Regions from separate parts of the Mus musculus genome. Here region 1 is linked to region 2. A link is a contact called in public Hi-C data. All regions are on one chromosome and are shown on one strand. The core of a region is the stretch at or near the end of the contact, and the rest is flanking DNA. Distances in the headings are between cores, read along the strand shown.

Region 1 (7,266 bases), core at 980-3,479, 99 kb before region 2:
ATGCACGGTGTAGAGTGCTACTGTAAAGTCCAGAGCTTGCCATCATATTCATTCCTCATCTGATTCTGTGCATTTAGTAAACAAGCATATTTTGGAGTTCCATTAAAAAAGAAAAAAGTCATTAGTTTGGGTTTAACATTTGTATAAAGCTGATTCGTTAAACCCGCTGTGCCTTCTCTCCTGGCTTGTTTTTAAAGTGTCATAAATGAATGACTTCAGAGTCCCACAAGACAAATGTTGTTTAATCATCTAATGTACTCATTTATCCTAAGCCTTAACCTTAGTCCTAAATTAAGTCTGTTGCGAAAACATAACTTCATCTAAAAACACCCATCAATCCTATATGGTTTTGATAAGCACATTTAAAAAACATAAACAACCAGACAGTTGTCAGTCTGGGCGAAGCCCTGGGCCCATCTAAGAGTTATTCACCGGTGCTCATGTGTCATGCCTATACCACCAGCAGCACGACAAACCAGGCTTGCACCTTTGCTGAGGGTTTATATTTTGAAATGGGGGTTGAATATAAGAACAAAAAGTGGAACAGACAAAAGACAACCCCCCCTCACACCAGACACCATTGATGTTTTGCTTGTTTTGAAAAAATACTAATAATTTGACATTAAAATTTCATGATCACATATTTAGTAAATTGCATGTCATGCCTTTGATTAATTTTCACTTGTTCATGGACCTAAAAGTGTGTCAAAGAGCCTGGCTGTTCAGAGCTCAGACATGAGTAATGGCTGCTGAAAGGGCTGGTGGAAGAAGAGACGGAGGGAGAGCATAAACCCTGGGCCAAAGTGAGTGTTCATCACCTCATAATTAAGCGTCCGTAGTTTGGTGAGATCTTGGTTTTAATGGGTAACCAGTTTAATTCCAAATTCATTCTTACATCCTTCATTTGCAATGGTTTCCTTCCACAGTAGAGCAAACAAAACTTTCATGTTTTGTTTTGTTTTACTGGCTTTCTTGAGTCCTGCAAAATTATTACCACAGAGCCCCGTGTGGTTGTAGGATACTCCCCACCCCCCATCCCGAATTGGGGCTTTAAATTTTTTTTAATAGATAAGAGCATTCAGCAAATAGCTACATTGAGAATAAACTCAAAAATTATCACCAAGGCCTTTCCTCTGCCATAATTTGTCAAATCTGCTGATAGGGAACAAATTCTATTCATAAAGATTTTATTTCGGGGGGGGGCACCTCTTGTGATTTGGTAGCAATTCAATTATAGTTCTGTGAGATAGTGAGAGCCCAGAGAGGGAATCCAGACTGACAAGAAATATGACGGGACAGTTACAGAGTGTTTATGCAATTAAACTCTCACTGACAATACCTGCGGAATGATGAATGCGTGGGCGGAGGTGTGTGAGCGCAGGCAATGCCCCACAAGTATTGCCCATTTTTCATTATTATACAACTGTTCAGATCTTTCAAGAGCAGCCTGAAGTGAGGTGGGAAAAGAAAGTGCTGTTATGCAGCATGCTAGCCAAACGCCTTTTCTCCCTTCCCTCCCTCCAACGGGTCTTGATAAGGCAGGTGATAAAAGAACACCTATTTTAGAAAAATGTTTCTAAAAAGATTAAGATTTACCCTGAGCTTGACATATATTAATTTTGGATACCAAAGGAGGTTTTTAGACTTTTTTTTTCCCCCTGCGTGCAACTTTATATCACTCCCCAACTGATAGAATGGTGCATAATTAAACTGTGGGGTTATTCGTTTTATGCAAACTGGTGCAAAGGGCACTCTGAAAGTGGGATTTTACTGATGGTCGATTAAGAAAGAAAGGAGAAACTTAAAAGCCTTTTGTAGAGAACCACAAAAGCTTACAGAAGAGATTAATATGGTTGGGCGAAGCCAGTGCTGCCTGCCCTGGTCTTCTGAGGGTACAGGGATTCGGGAGAGTTGGGTGACTCCTGAGTCCCTAAGGGACAGGACCATAAGGAGAGTCCCAGGTGGCTGACAGTATTTTGGGATCTTAATTTGAGACTTCAGTTTGGGGGGGGGGTGATTTTTTTTTAAATATAAATATCCTAATATCTTGATTAGAAAAAGAAAGACAAGCACAAGGAGGTGCTCCCTAAGAGGTGCTCCCCATGTGGAGATGCTCAACCCTGAGGTCAGAATTAACGGAAGAGAGAGCCAGGTGAATTCCTTCCAGGGCCCAGAGCTTGTCTGGTGCATTGTGCGGTGGTGAGAGAGACGGCAAGGCCAGCTTGTGACAGGGGTACAAAGGGTGGAAGCAAAATATGTACGCCTCCCTCCCTTCCCACGTGCACATCTGCTTAAATTAATGAGATTTACTTGGGGAGGAGAGGTGACATTCATCTTCAAGCTGCCATTCATTGCTTAGGACCGGGAAAGCTGCTTTTGATGATAATGTTTAGATTTTGATTTTGCTTAATGGTTGACGCTCCCCTGTTAACATTCTTATCCCTTCCGGGGGATGATTCTGTTTGAAGAAATCTTGCACTTTACATAGAAAAAATTCAGTTGTGATGGCAACCCCCCCCCCTTAGTTTCAGACCCTCTGTTTGGGTCTGGGCTTAGAGGCTGAGAGAGAGCTACAGCTAGACATACACCCCCAGGACTGCTTTAGAACCGAGATTCTGTGTGCCCATGTGGAAAGTGTTGGAAATCTAACTCACATCTGAAGACTTCATTTATATGATCCCACCCACCTGCAGAATTCAGTGGAACAACTGGTCACCTTTCAGCTTTATTTGTGCAAGAAGTGGGTTGCCCGGGCATCCCTGTGACTGTGAACCACATAGATACCACTATATCCCATAGTCTAAAAATTAATTCTTATAATAATGTCTTTTGTCCAAAAAAAAAACCCTGCATTATGTTTTATTAAAAACAATGTTTTTATCCGATGTGATTTTTTAATATGCACTAAAATTGATAGTTAAAAATATTGTTTTCACATTACTTAGGTGTTAAAATTACATGGCAGTGTTCCTTTATTTTCAAAAAACCAGACCTAATCCTGTTAATTCAAAGTGAATAACAAATAGTACTAAGACTTTTTCCCAAGTTGTTACGTTCATTCAACCTGCCTGTGTTTTGTTCTTCATCATAATTATTTCCAAGTCAAATCTGCACTGATTTCCTTATGGACCTGCGTACCTCCGACTAACTTAAAGAATTGAGCTGGGGTAATTCACACAATTCCTCGGGGGTCATGTTCACTGTTTTTTTTCAAGGACATTTTTATTACAAAGCTGATGAAATTTGCATATTAATTCATTTCTTTCAATTTTTTAAGATTAAATCTTGTCAACATGTATCAGTGCAAGGCTCTGACAGTGCTGATGAAATGGGTCAGTCAAGCTTGAACATTTAGAGGAATGCAGCCATCTGCAGCCCCCTCGCCCCTTGTGGCGTCCTGTGCTACCACTGCAACTTGATTAAAAAAAGTTTTATTCAGTGCAGGATATTAAAACATTATCTAAGAAATGATATGTGTTAGTCCCTCTATCCATCTACCCGGAAAGTGTACTCGACAACAAAATAAATCCAGAAAGATCCTGTCGGGCTAGGAGTTAGTGTTGTGTCCATCCTCATTAAACCACAACCCAAAGGGGCCCAAGCTTTCAGTTGGGTAGAAACAACTTGGTACAAAGAACTCGAGTTTAACATTTCCTCTCCTGGTTTAGTTTCACTAAGAAAAAGATGACATCACATTTGAACTCTGGGCAGAAACTGGGAGTGGGTACAGGGGTGTGACGTAACTTCCTTCCTTCCTGGTACCCCAGGAAGTGGGCCTGCCCTTCCTGCCATGACACTAAGAACATTCTAATGTACTGCTCATGTCTCAAGCCCTCGCAAAATGCCAACGGTGGGTTTTCATATCTTCTTATTCCTGTCCACAAGCCCAACATGAACCTTAAGCTGCATTGATTTATTCGGTTCCAAGACAACCCAAACACATACTTCCATCAGACACTCAAATAGCAAGAACTCTTAAGTGAAAAATCCCTTTAGTGTTGTAGTGCCTTTCTATGTCAGCCTTGGTGGCCTTTCCAGACCATTTATTTCTCTGTGTCTGCTTTTTGGTCAAAACCTCTTTGGAATGTACATTATGCCATTAATAGCATCCAGAGGAAAATATCTTATAAAGGAGAAGGCTGGCTAGCTATTGAATTTGGATAGCAAGGCGTCCTACCTGACATCACTTCATTATGGCTGCCCAACTCCCATCCCTGCTGGCAGATGGTTACCACCAGGAATTTCTATAGTGGTTCACAATACATTTTTAAAAAGCATTTTCTTTTAATATAATTTAAACATAAATATTATCAAAAACTAAATGCATTAGAGACTCTGTTTTTGAGGTTGTTCACTTATAGAAATACAGAGTCACTGTTGAGTTCCTAAGTAGGAAAGCTTGTTTCCTAAAGTGAAATAAAATGTACTGTCTCTAATGAAAGGGACTGCATAAAGAGAGAGTAGACTCAGGAATGGTTTTCTCTTGGTCTTGAATTAAACTCCCAAACTCATATTGCATTGAAAAAATCAAAAATCAGACTTCACATTGTCGAGCTGGAAAATGTCAGATATGAAATATTTAAACCTTAGAATACAGTCTTCGACTTTGGGTTATAAAACTTTAATTTTGTGAGTTGGTAGCACTCCAATAGTTCAATATTTTTAATTCTACAAATCCATGTTTATTAACTTTCAAAGTTTAAATAGTATCACCAAGTCTATTGAAACTAAATTATTCTGACTTGTGAGAGCTATAGGGTAGCTGTAATTTGTTTTCTACTTCTACATAAGTGACAAAGACAAAAGAAAGAACAAATAAAAAGAATTGATTGCCACAACAATCCCTTCTTATAATTTCCAAATGACCTCAAACTCAAGCTGATCATTACCTCCAGCCAACACACCATTGGCTGGGATTTGCCCATACAAGTCTAGGGTATTTAATGCAGGCTGGTTAAAGGGGCATCCATCATATTAATTATTGAGAAATCGCCTATGTTCTCTCCCTCAAAAAAATGTCTTGCTTTCTTTTCTTCTTGTTTGGAAAACATAAACCTGACAACAGTTTGAAAGCCCTTTACCCTGAGTCATGGCTGCTTGATATGAGAAAGGATGGCTTTTCCTCCCCCTCCAATGAGTGCTCAGTTCCCATAATCCCCCAGTGTTTCATTCGTGTTCCAGCAAATTCCTGACACGGTGGGTGTTCTTTGCTTAGTTCTCAGAGAGTCTCAACACTTATCCTGTGCTAAGTGAAACACATCTGTGAGACAGCTGTGGTATCACATGAAGAACACTAGAGAGGGAGACTAAGGCACACAGATTCACTCCCTACCAGGAGACTTGCCTTAAGCATGTATTCAAACATTTTGAGTCCCCTTCTCTATCTATAAAATGGAACCTGTATTTACTCACGGGATTGCTGGGGCAATCAAAAGCCTAATAAACATAAAAGTGCTAAAACAAAACAAAACAAAACAGCCCAAATATTCTCTATAAGCAGCTTAAGACTAACACAATGTGTACATAGTATATAGCTCCAGTTTGGGGGTGTTATCTTGTGATTTTTATACTTTTGTAGGTGAGCAGTGGCCACTTGGATTTGTACATTCCAATAACATTTCCACGGCAGCGGCTGTCGACTTCAGGATCCAAGTTAGATTATCCAACACCGTTCTGATGCAATCCATTCCTCCACCTAACTTAATCTGTAGATAATTTAGTTTGCTGCCAGTGAAGGAAAGTGCATTTGCTGTAAACCCAAACTCCTGGTTGCTAGCAAGAAAATTCAGTGTGCTTTGTTTATTGCTTTTGTTTCATATATAATGTATATGCCTCCGTGGTGATTTGCTCAGGGAAGAGCAGCTCAGGGGTTACCTTTGCATCTCGACTCTCCAGAACATGTGCTACAAAAGCATTACTTACTTCCGAGTTACCCAAATCAACTTGAAGTGCCAAGCCTCTCTCCCAGGAGCTATTTTCTCTGCCTGTGTCTAAGCTTACAGTCATGTTTCTTTTTGTAATGATACGCTCACAGACGGGTCTTTCCCTGGCTTTAGAATGCCATGTTTTTCTTTCATTTCAAGCTTCTGAAACCAACTACTACGGCCTATTAGGGTCCACAGCCCTCCAACTTGAGAATGCAGGAGACTTGTCCAAAATGAAAATCTTATCATGCCCCCTGGGTATCCATAGACATGGTGACACCATTGAAGCTTTTCTGAGATTTCTATATCATCTAACTAAACCTGAGTCTGGTGTATTGGTATACAATGTTTTTGCTAGAATTCTAATCTAAATTTGCCCTTTGGCAGCTTGGAGTCACATAGCCAGAAACTAGAGGGCACCTGGGATAATCTGGGAAAGCAGATGAACTTTGTCTTTGATCGGGGTGATCAGTACATAAGATGAGAAACACTTAGTTCTCCAGATTAGAACAGCAGGCCTTCATTTTTTGACATATACATTAATTATAAAGGATGGGAGGAAATGGGAGGCAATAAGATTATGGCACCAATTTAAACCAAATTTAAGTCCTTTAAAACCACCATTAAACAAGAAGCAACCCCATTCTCCAAAAATAACTCAATCAGAATCTTTACATGGTGTTGTCACAGGGTGATGGGAAAATAAACTAAGACTCCTAACAATTGTGGGAAAGCCTACCTTTGAATCCCAAGTTACTGCTAGCCACAACAGCTTCATGGTATCCGTCAGTGCACCACAAAACCATAGATTTTATAAAAGAAACTCACAAGATCAATAGTCCAAGCAGGGATGAGGGAGGGGCTCACAAAACCCCTCCTTTAATTAAAGAGCTAGTGGCTATTGGTGGCTGATAGAGGAAAGAAAGCTCAGCTTTCTTCAGGGATATGGACTGTGGGTGGTAGCCCATGCTCCAGTGGATGTCTCTATACCCATGAACGTATAGGAAACACTAACCAGACTAAGTAGGTTACTTTAAAAATATAATAAAAGGACATGAAGGTAAGGGGAGGAATCTTTGAAGGGGTAAATATGATCAAAATATATCATATATATACATATATATATATGTTTCTTCTGTGTCCCAATTAGATATGGACTTTAATATATGGCTGAATTAATGGTAGCACATGATACTTGAAAGAGAGAGAGTGTTGCTTTTCAGATTTTGGGCTAAGAGCACATAAATGAGAAATGTTTAGATACACTAAATAATCTGGTAAATACTTGTGTAGTCCTCACATGGTAGGGTGATTGGCCACCCTCGGTCTTGTGACTTCAATG
Region 2 (6,838 bases), core at 612-3,111:
AGAAGTTAGAGCAAAAAGTATCCCTGATTCAGTATGAAAGAAGGCACTCTGGGAACTTCTTTTATATGAACTTAAAAACAAAAGGAAACTTAGGTAATATTTTGGTCAACATTTCATTCCCTCCTGAAACTACCATCAGATCTTCTCTGTGGATTCCAACGGTATATGGAGGTCCCGTTTAGAAAACACCAGCCCTTGAGTTGTCACTGAAGACCATGTGAAGATGGTGACCCTGGCAAATTCTGTTAAAGACCAGTCCAGGGAACAATTATGACCCAGAGACTGCTTGTCTTCAGTTGTGCACTATGACCTCTGAAACCTGTGCCATTCACCAGTGACCCAAGAACAGCCACAGTGCTGAGCGGAAGAAATCCTTGTGTTCAGTCCTTCACCTGGCCTCCTCTTCACATCAGAAGTCACCTGTCTGCCTCTTTGTCATTCAGGAATGTATTCTTGGCGAGGCATCCCTGAGCCTGGATTTAATGAAAGACTGAATTAATGTATTCATGGACCCTAATAAATTTGTATTTATCTTCTCAGCAAATGCCCTTTAAGCAGACCAAGCCCTCCTCCCTCGTTGTCTAAAGACAGCATTGCATCAGCTCTTTGTATTAGAAACGTGTTTATCTGAAAACTGTCAGGAAGGTTGGTGTTTTTAAGTGAGGAGCCGCATGGGGGGTGGAGTGGTCATTCTGTTGATTCTTTACATTCTAACTTGATCTTATTTGTTTCTTCGATTTAACCCTCTCAGTCTCTATATTCTAGAGTTGGTGTTTTCTGTTGTTTGTTGCCTGTTCTGGGTTCCACTCTGGTTCAGATTCTCCACCCAAGAAATGCCAGCCTTGCTCGCCAATTCAATTTTTTTTTTCACATGATTCTGCAAAAAGGTTTTTTTTTAGTCTTTTTGTCTTTGTTAAAAATACTAAAACCATTAGGAATCATCCTTTACTCTGCTTAGAAAGCACATAGAAAGAACTATGTCACCAACCAGATTGGAGTGTGGTGATTTCCTCTGCATAGACTTGCGCAAGCCACTGTCCTCAGGTAAAAGTCACCCAGGCCCAGCAGCTCTGAATGAGAGCACCCTGTGTTGCATGCCACGGCGGTTTAACAGGAGAGCCGTGTGGTACGCCTGGCAGTTCACCACTTTCTGCCTCCACTAGGAGTTTGGTAGCCTGGAAAGCCATGCATACAGAATGGCAGAACTTACTGTCACCAACAAAAGGAGGGCACAATGCTACCTGTGGAAGTCCACCACCAAGGGCAGGTGATGGCCCCCCAGCCTTCCAACGCCCTGCATTGGGTAGTAGCTTTAGAACAAAACTTGCCCCTGTGTGAAGCATTTATTAGGGCTTTTTCAAGCAACAGTGAAGACATAATTATTAAATTTTACAACCATTCATTTAACATATCGTGAGAAAAAAGGGGGGAGAATGGGAGAAAAACATGAAAGTCTGTCCACTATGGATGCAGAACGTAGGGGTTGATTAGTGGCCACTCTCAGATGAAGGAAGAGGTTCACCCGCCTGGAATGTTACTCTTTCCCACAGTGACTCCCTTTTTCCATCCACCCCCCCCCAAAAAAAAATCAAAATGTACTTCATGAAACTATTGTATATGAAGCACTTATTAGCCGTAATTAAATGGACAATATGAATTTACTACGTCTTTAGGACTCTGGCTTGTTCTGGTTTAGAGCAAGATGATTAATGCAAATACATATTACTTGAGATAACCATTTAGCAGCTAATTTAGCCAAATTTATTACAGCAGTTAGAGGTTTTTCATTTTAGCAGACGGAGACAAGGACATGCCAAAAGTGGGGCATGTAGACGAGTGCGCACTGCCCTCTAGTGGCCGGCAGGCTGGTGAGCTTTTGTGGGGGCGTGAGCAGTGGTCTCCACGTCCTGAAGCAGAGCCTTCCCTGCATACTCTCAAACCATTCCCCTCCATAGCACTTTATTTAGGGGGTGATTTACTACAGTTTCCCTTTTTACTAGCTCAGGAGAACCCAGATACAAATCAAATCTATTTCAACTTGGCAAGATTCTGGTTAGACTATCATTTTTAAACATCTGCATTTTAAAGCTCTCTTACAGTGGGTATTTAAAGGCACCGGTTCACATTCCTGATTGTTTTTACTTGTTCCATCATTTTGTGCCATATTTCAGCGTCTGGCTGGAGCTGTCACTCTGTTTGGCTCAAGTCAAGTCAGTGCTGTGCCTCTCTCTCTTAGGCCAGTGTCTCTCTCTGACTCAACCCGGGGATATATTTTGTTCCAACCTTCAGCTGTCTCACCACAATTTACCCTGGCTGACCAATGTAAATTTACTTCATCCAAGGACTATAAATTCTGTAGGACAAGATCAAAAGGAACGGATGGCTAAGGACACGGGTTTGATATTGCTCAGGCTGAAGGGAAGTGATCAAAGACGGGGGGGGGGGGGGGGAAGGCATCTTCAGAACCATTCAGATAACCAGAATCTCAAGGAGGGCAACTCGGAGGAGCTATGCATAAATCAGGCAGAGATTTGCCTTTCTTACCATCTGATGTTAAACCCACCGACAATATCCACACCACATTAGGTGTGCTCTGAGCCAAAAAGATTAGTAGCCCTTTTATTCTTCCTTTTCCACCACGGCTGCCCAGAAGGGAATATAGCCTCACTACAGATGCCAGGAACCCCAGCTAGGCAGCTGCTGCTCCAATGAGATGTTGATTTCATTTGTGCTAATAGCATCTTAAGTCAGGCATACGCTGGGCTCCCCAAGCTTTGGTCTCAGGTTGGGCAGAAATGAAAACCGTTCTATGCCCCATCTTAATACTACACCTTCTGTTTTGTTTTATCTCTCTTTACCCTACCCCAGTGCTGAATAAGGGTCAGTGTGTGACCAAGTACTACCGCTGGATGCAGAAGAATGGAGGCTACATCTGGATACAGTCTAGTGCCACCATAGCTATTAATGCGAAGAATGCAAATGAGAAGAACATCATCTGGGTGAATTATCTTCTTAGGTACCTTTTCCATTACATTTCTCTCTCGTTATAAACTGCATGCACTGAGGCTAATAGCCGGCAGGTCATGAGCACTGTCTTCGGACAGGGACAAGGACAGGCAGGGTGCTCTGCTTCCTGCAAGATTCAAAGAAATGGGAGATGATCAAAGCCCACTAAATCTCAGATTGTCAGTCTTTGGGCAGCCCTGTCCCCAGAGCTGCTCTCCTTCCTGGGACAAGTTCCACCCAGAGACATTTGCCTAAAGCTGCTGCATCCTAGAAATCATCTCCTTATGCCCCCACCTTTGCCCTTGCACTCTAGTCCCTGGGGAAGCAAACAGAGCCAGAGGGGAATAGCACGGACCCTTTGCTTCCTACGCATTCCATCGTTTTGATCTCCTCAACCTTCTGCACAGGTATTTGTTCTCTGGATACTCAAATTTTGGTAAGCAAGATGAGCCACTTTGCCAGAGCACTGGTAATCTCAGTGTAATTAAAATAATAATAATGACGACAACGACGACGATGATAGTAACTCCTTTGCCTGCCACTCTGGGCTTTTAGTCAAGTTTTATGTTTTTAAACTTTGTATCATAGCAGTCCAAATTCAACTGCTTCCTAAATGCTGGTACAAGGTACCTTTTCCTTCCCTTTCCTTAAGTCTGTTCTTCAACTGAGATTCCAACAAGCCGTAAAGTGACTGGATGGCTTGGGTTTGAGGGCAAGCCTTCAGGAACGTTCTCTACTGGTCTTGTCACAGAGCTATCACGGCACTTGGCTCCCGCCCACCACCGTAATTCCACTCTTAGGCCTCTGTTGTCCTAAAGGCACCAAGCAGGATCCACATGTGCACTGACTAGAAAACCTTCCAGTAGAGCTAATGAATGGAAGTTGGTGCCCTTTGGCTGATAATTTCGACAAAGGCTACCTGAGTCCCATTTCTCTTAGAGACAGCCGAATGGGGCTGGCCGCAGTGTTAACAAGCAGAACTCATCAGCACACCGGCCCTTCAGTGCTCTGCACACTTTGGTGATGGCTTGGAGGCATGAATGTGCTTGCTTTCTACACCATATCAATCAGACGCTAATGATTATTGCTCTAGAGAGGCCTTAATGGATGCCACTTACGAGGGTTTTCATCTATCTGCTTTCTTGTTTCCTTTTTTGACCTCTTCTGCTATCCTTTCTCTCTAAAGGTAAAAGTGTATGTGTTGTTTGTTTTGTTTTGTTTTGTTTTTTTGAGACAGTGTGTAGCCCTAGCTGTCCTGGAACTTACTTTGTAGACCAGGCTGGCCTCGAACTCAGAAATCCACCTGCCTCTGCCTCCTGAGTGCTGGGATTAAAGGCGTGCACCACTACCGCCCAGATCTGTATCAGATCCTATTACAGATCGTTGTGAGCCACCATGTGGTTGCTGGAGTTTAAACTCAGGACCTCTGGAAGAGCAGTCAGTGCTCTTAACTGTGGAGCCATCTCTCCAGCGTGTGTGTGTGTGTGTGTGTGTGTGTGTGTGTGTGTGTGTGTGTTTAGTGTGGCTTTCTCCGAGGGCTGATTTTCATGAGGACCGGATGGTCCCCTTTGGTTGTGATCTTTTCATGGAGGCCCCAATGTCAAGGAATCTGTTCTCTGAAGTCTTTCTATGAAATCGTCACTACTGCTACTATAGAAAGCTATGAAACTACCTGTGACAAACAGAAAATAGAACCAGACACAGATGCTCTTTTGCTGGGCAAAAGTGGTGGTGCCATTATGAAGAAATAAATGGCAGTAAACATTCACTATAGGTTAGACGCCATGTCTACCATGTTGGTGCATCATAGAGCTCTGAGGGTATCTATGTTTGTTATTCACATTCCCTGGGGTTTATTTACTGGTTATTGTGTATTTTCTTGAGAAACACACAATGGTATTTATTTATTTATCTATTTTTATTGGTTACTGTGTAATTTCTACAAGAGTCCTTTAGACTACCTCATGGCTTCCCACTCTGCCTGTGATGGCAGAAATATCAAGGAATAGGAGAAGAGTTTGGATCAACATTATTAATCTACCCCTGAGCTGAAAAGTAACAGCCCACAAGCATTTGGTAACTCTAGCTCATCAAATTCCTTATGGATAGGAAGAAAGCGGTCTGGGCATCAAAGGCCAGCCTTCAGGCTTCCACACCTTGGTCTCATGTGTGGTAGATCTTTCATGGATGACCTGAAGACCCACCCTGAGATTAATAAGAACAACCAGTGAATGGGAGACACATGATCTTTGAGACCCCGTGGCACCATGACTACAGGAAACTGATGCCCGTGGGCTGAGTCACTCACGGGTGCCATTTTGCAGGCTAGAAATCTAGTGAAAAAAATCATTCCTTGGCACAAGACAAACTCCTAAATTGGCTTTTCTTTCCCACCTTCTTAGCCAGAAAGGATTATTCTTACTCAAGCAACGCTTCACTTCTGGGCCCGCTCCATGTTCCTCTTCCACTGTTCAGGAATGTCTGCCCTCAGTCTTCATCCCATTGCCTGGCAGCGCTTACTAGAAACCCTAACCTCAGAGACTCAGAGTGCCAAGTCTGCCTTCCTACCATTAGTCTCATCTGATTATCTAGAGAAAGCTGTTGCTGTTAAAGCTAATTCACACTAAGGAGTAAATGCCTGATAATCCATCTTAGTGAATTAACCCTCCCAGGGACGTTTGCAATTTTAGAGTAGAGACTGAAACAGTGACTTCCTTAATATGGGGATTCAGTAGCAAATGAGTCCCTGATCATGTGCTGCCGCGGCCTTGGCCAGCCGTGTACAAGACAGAAGAGGCATTTCCCATTTGGAGGCAAGATGCTTTTTTGCTGCCTTTAGGTTACAGAAGCCGCTACTGATCATAAATCTGGCAGACGGGGACGGGCTTTTCCAGAAGATGGCTAGTGCAAACGGACCGCGCATTTCATTTCCGGAAAAGGCTCGTTTCTAAATTAAAAACAGAACAAACATTAAGCACATTTGTGTACGTGGGGTTAGATCCATTCTGTTAGGGCCTCTCTCACACTGGGCCTCTCCCACTGCAATCAGACGCCCAGCTAACAAGCCACAGGTGTACGCCACATGAGCAGACTGAACTGTGATTGTAATGGGCGTGCTGACAGTTCAGGAGCCGAGCATCCCAAGATGCACCTGCGCATCTGACAGATCGTTAGGCACTGAGGGCATGCCGCCACCCCCATAGCTTTGGAGCAATCCGAACAGCTGAGAAGTTGCATCAGGGGCCAAGGCAAGGGTACTGAGGCAATGAACTCATTAGGAACACGAGAGAAGGTAGGACACACCAGGTGGTGTGGGAAGGAATCGCCGAGACTTCCTCTCATTGGCCCAGCCCCCAGGTGTTATGCCAGGAGGAGAGTCAAGCAGCGCGGTCCTCCGGCCCCCAATGGTACCTGATTATTTAAAAGCTTTTTAGTGGCTTTCATGCAGCATTTGGGTATTCAATCATTGTGGCAGGGTGCACCTGTACCCTGGCACACACAATCCAGGCTTCTGTGAAAAGTCCCGTGAGCAGCTGAGAAAGGATTTCCCACTTAGTCCTCAAAACTTCCTCAACCCCAGATGTGTAGAGCAAGAGAGTTCAGGAGATGACGAATGCTCCCTCCAACCCCGCCCCCCACCTCCTGATAACGGATATCTTCCTTCCCACAGTAATCCGGAGTACAAGGACACACCCATGGACATTGCGCAACTCCCGCATTTGCCAGAGAAAGCGTCAGAATCCTCAGAGACATCCGACTCTGAGTCAGACTCTAAAGACACCTCAGGTATTACAGGTACTACTTCTCCATGCTCTATAGCCAAGTTGCACTG

The links. Hi-C and Micro-C count contacts between places; a contact is called where the count stands out from the background.
Region 1: a contact with region 2 is called in a Hi-C map of the N1E-115 cell line, with 5 times the contacts expected there. The contact joins two enhancer-like sites. A contact is called at or near these places in 1 of 15 datasets of contacts at CTCF or cohesin (the NIH/3T3 cell line), 4 of 484 Hi-C or Micro-C datasets (the N1E-115 cell line, nephron progenitors and neural stem cells), 1 of 115 datasets of contacts at active chromatin or transcription factors (embryonic fibroblasts) and 1 of 9 other capture datasets (embryonic stem cells).

Annotation. Positions count from the first base shown.
Region 1 is chr12:53,959,977-53,967,242 of GRCm38.p6, forward strand. The region is part of intron 6 of Npas3 (neuronal PAS domain protein 3); the gene reads left to right. Among named protein-coding and RNA genes, the nearest start is that of Gm35614, 130 kb to the left of the region's middle. Within about 2 kb of position 2,230, at least 3 of the 459 cell types and tissues checked have an H3K27ac peak or open chromatin away from gene starts, as enhancers often do. A contact at or near this core is called in the N1E-115 cell line, where this site is marked.
Region 2 is chr12:54,059,115-54,065,952 of GRCm38.p6, forward strand. It overlaps Npas3 (neuronal PAS domain protein 3), which reads left to right. Exons shown (of 12, transcript NM_001370962.1): 10 at 2,869-3,016; 11 at 6,677-6,792. Among named protein-coding and RNA genes, the nearest start is that of Gm35818, 79 kb to the right of the region's middle. Within about 2 kb of position 1,862, at least 8 of the 459 cell types and tissues checked have an H3K27ac peak or open chromatin away from gene starts, as enhancers often do. A contact at or near this core is called in the N1E-115 cell line, where this site is marked.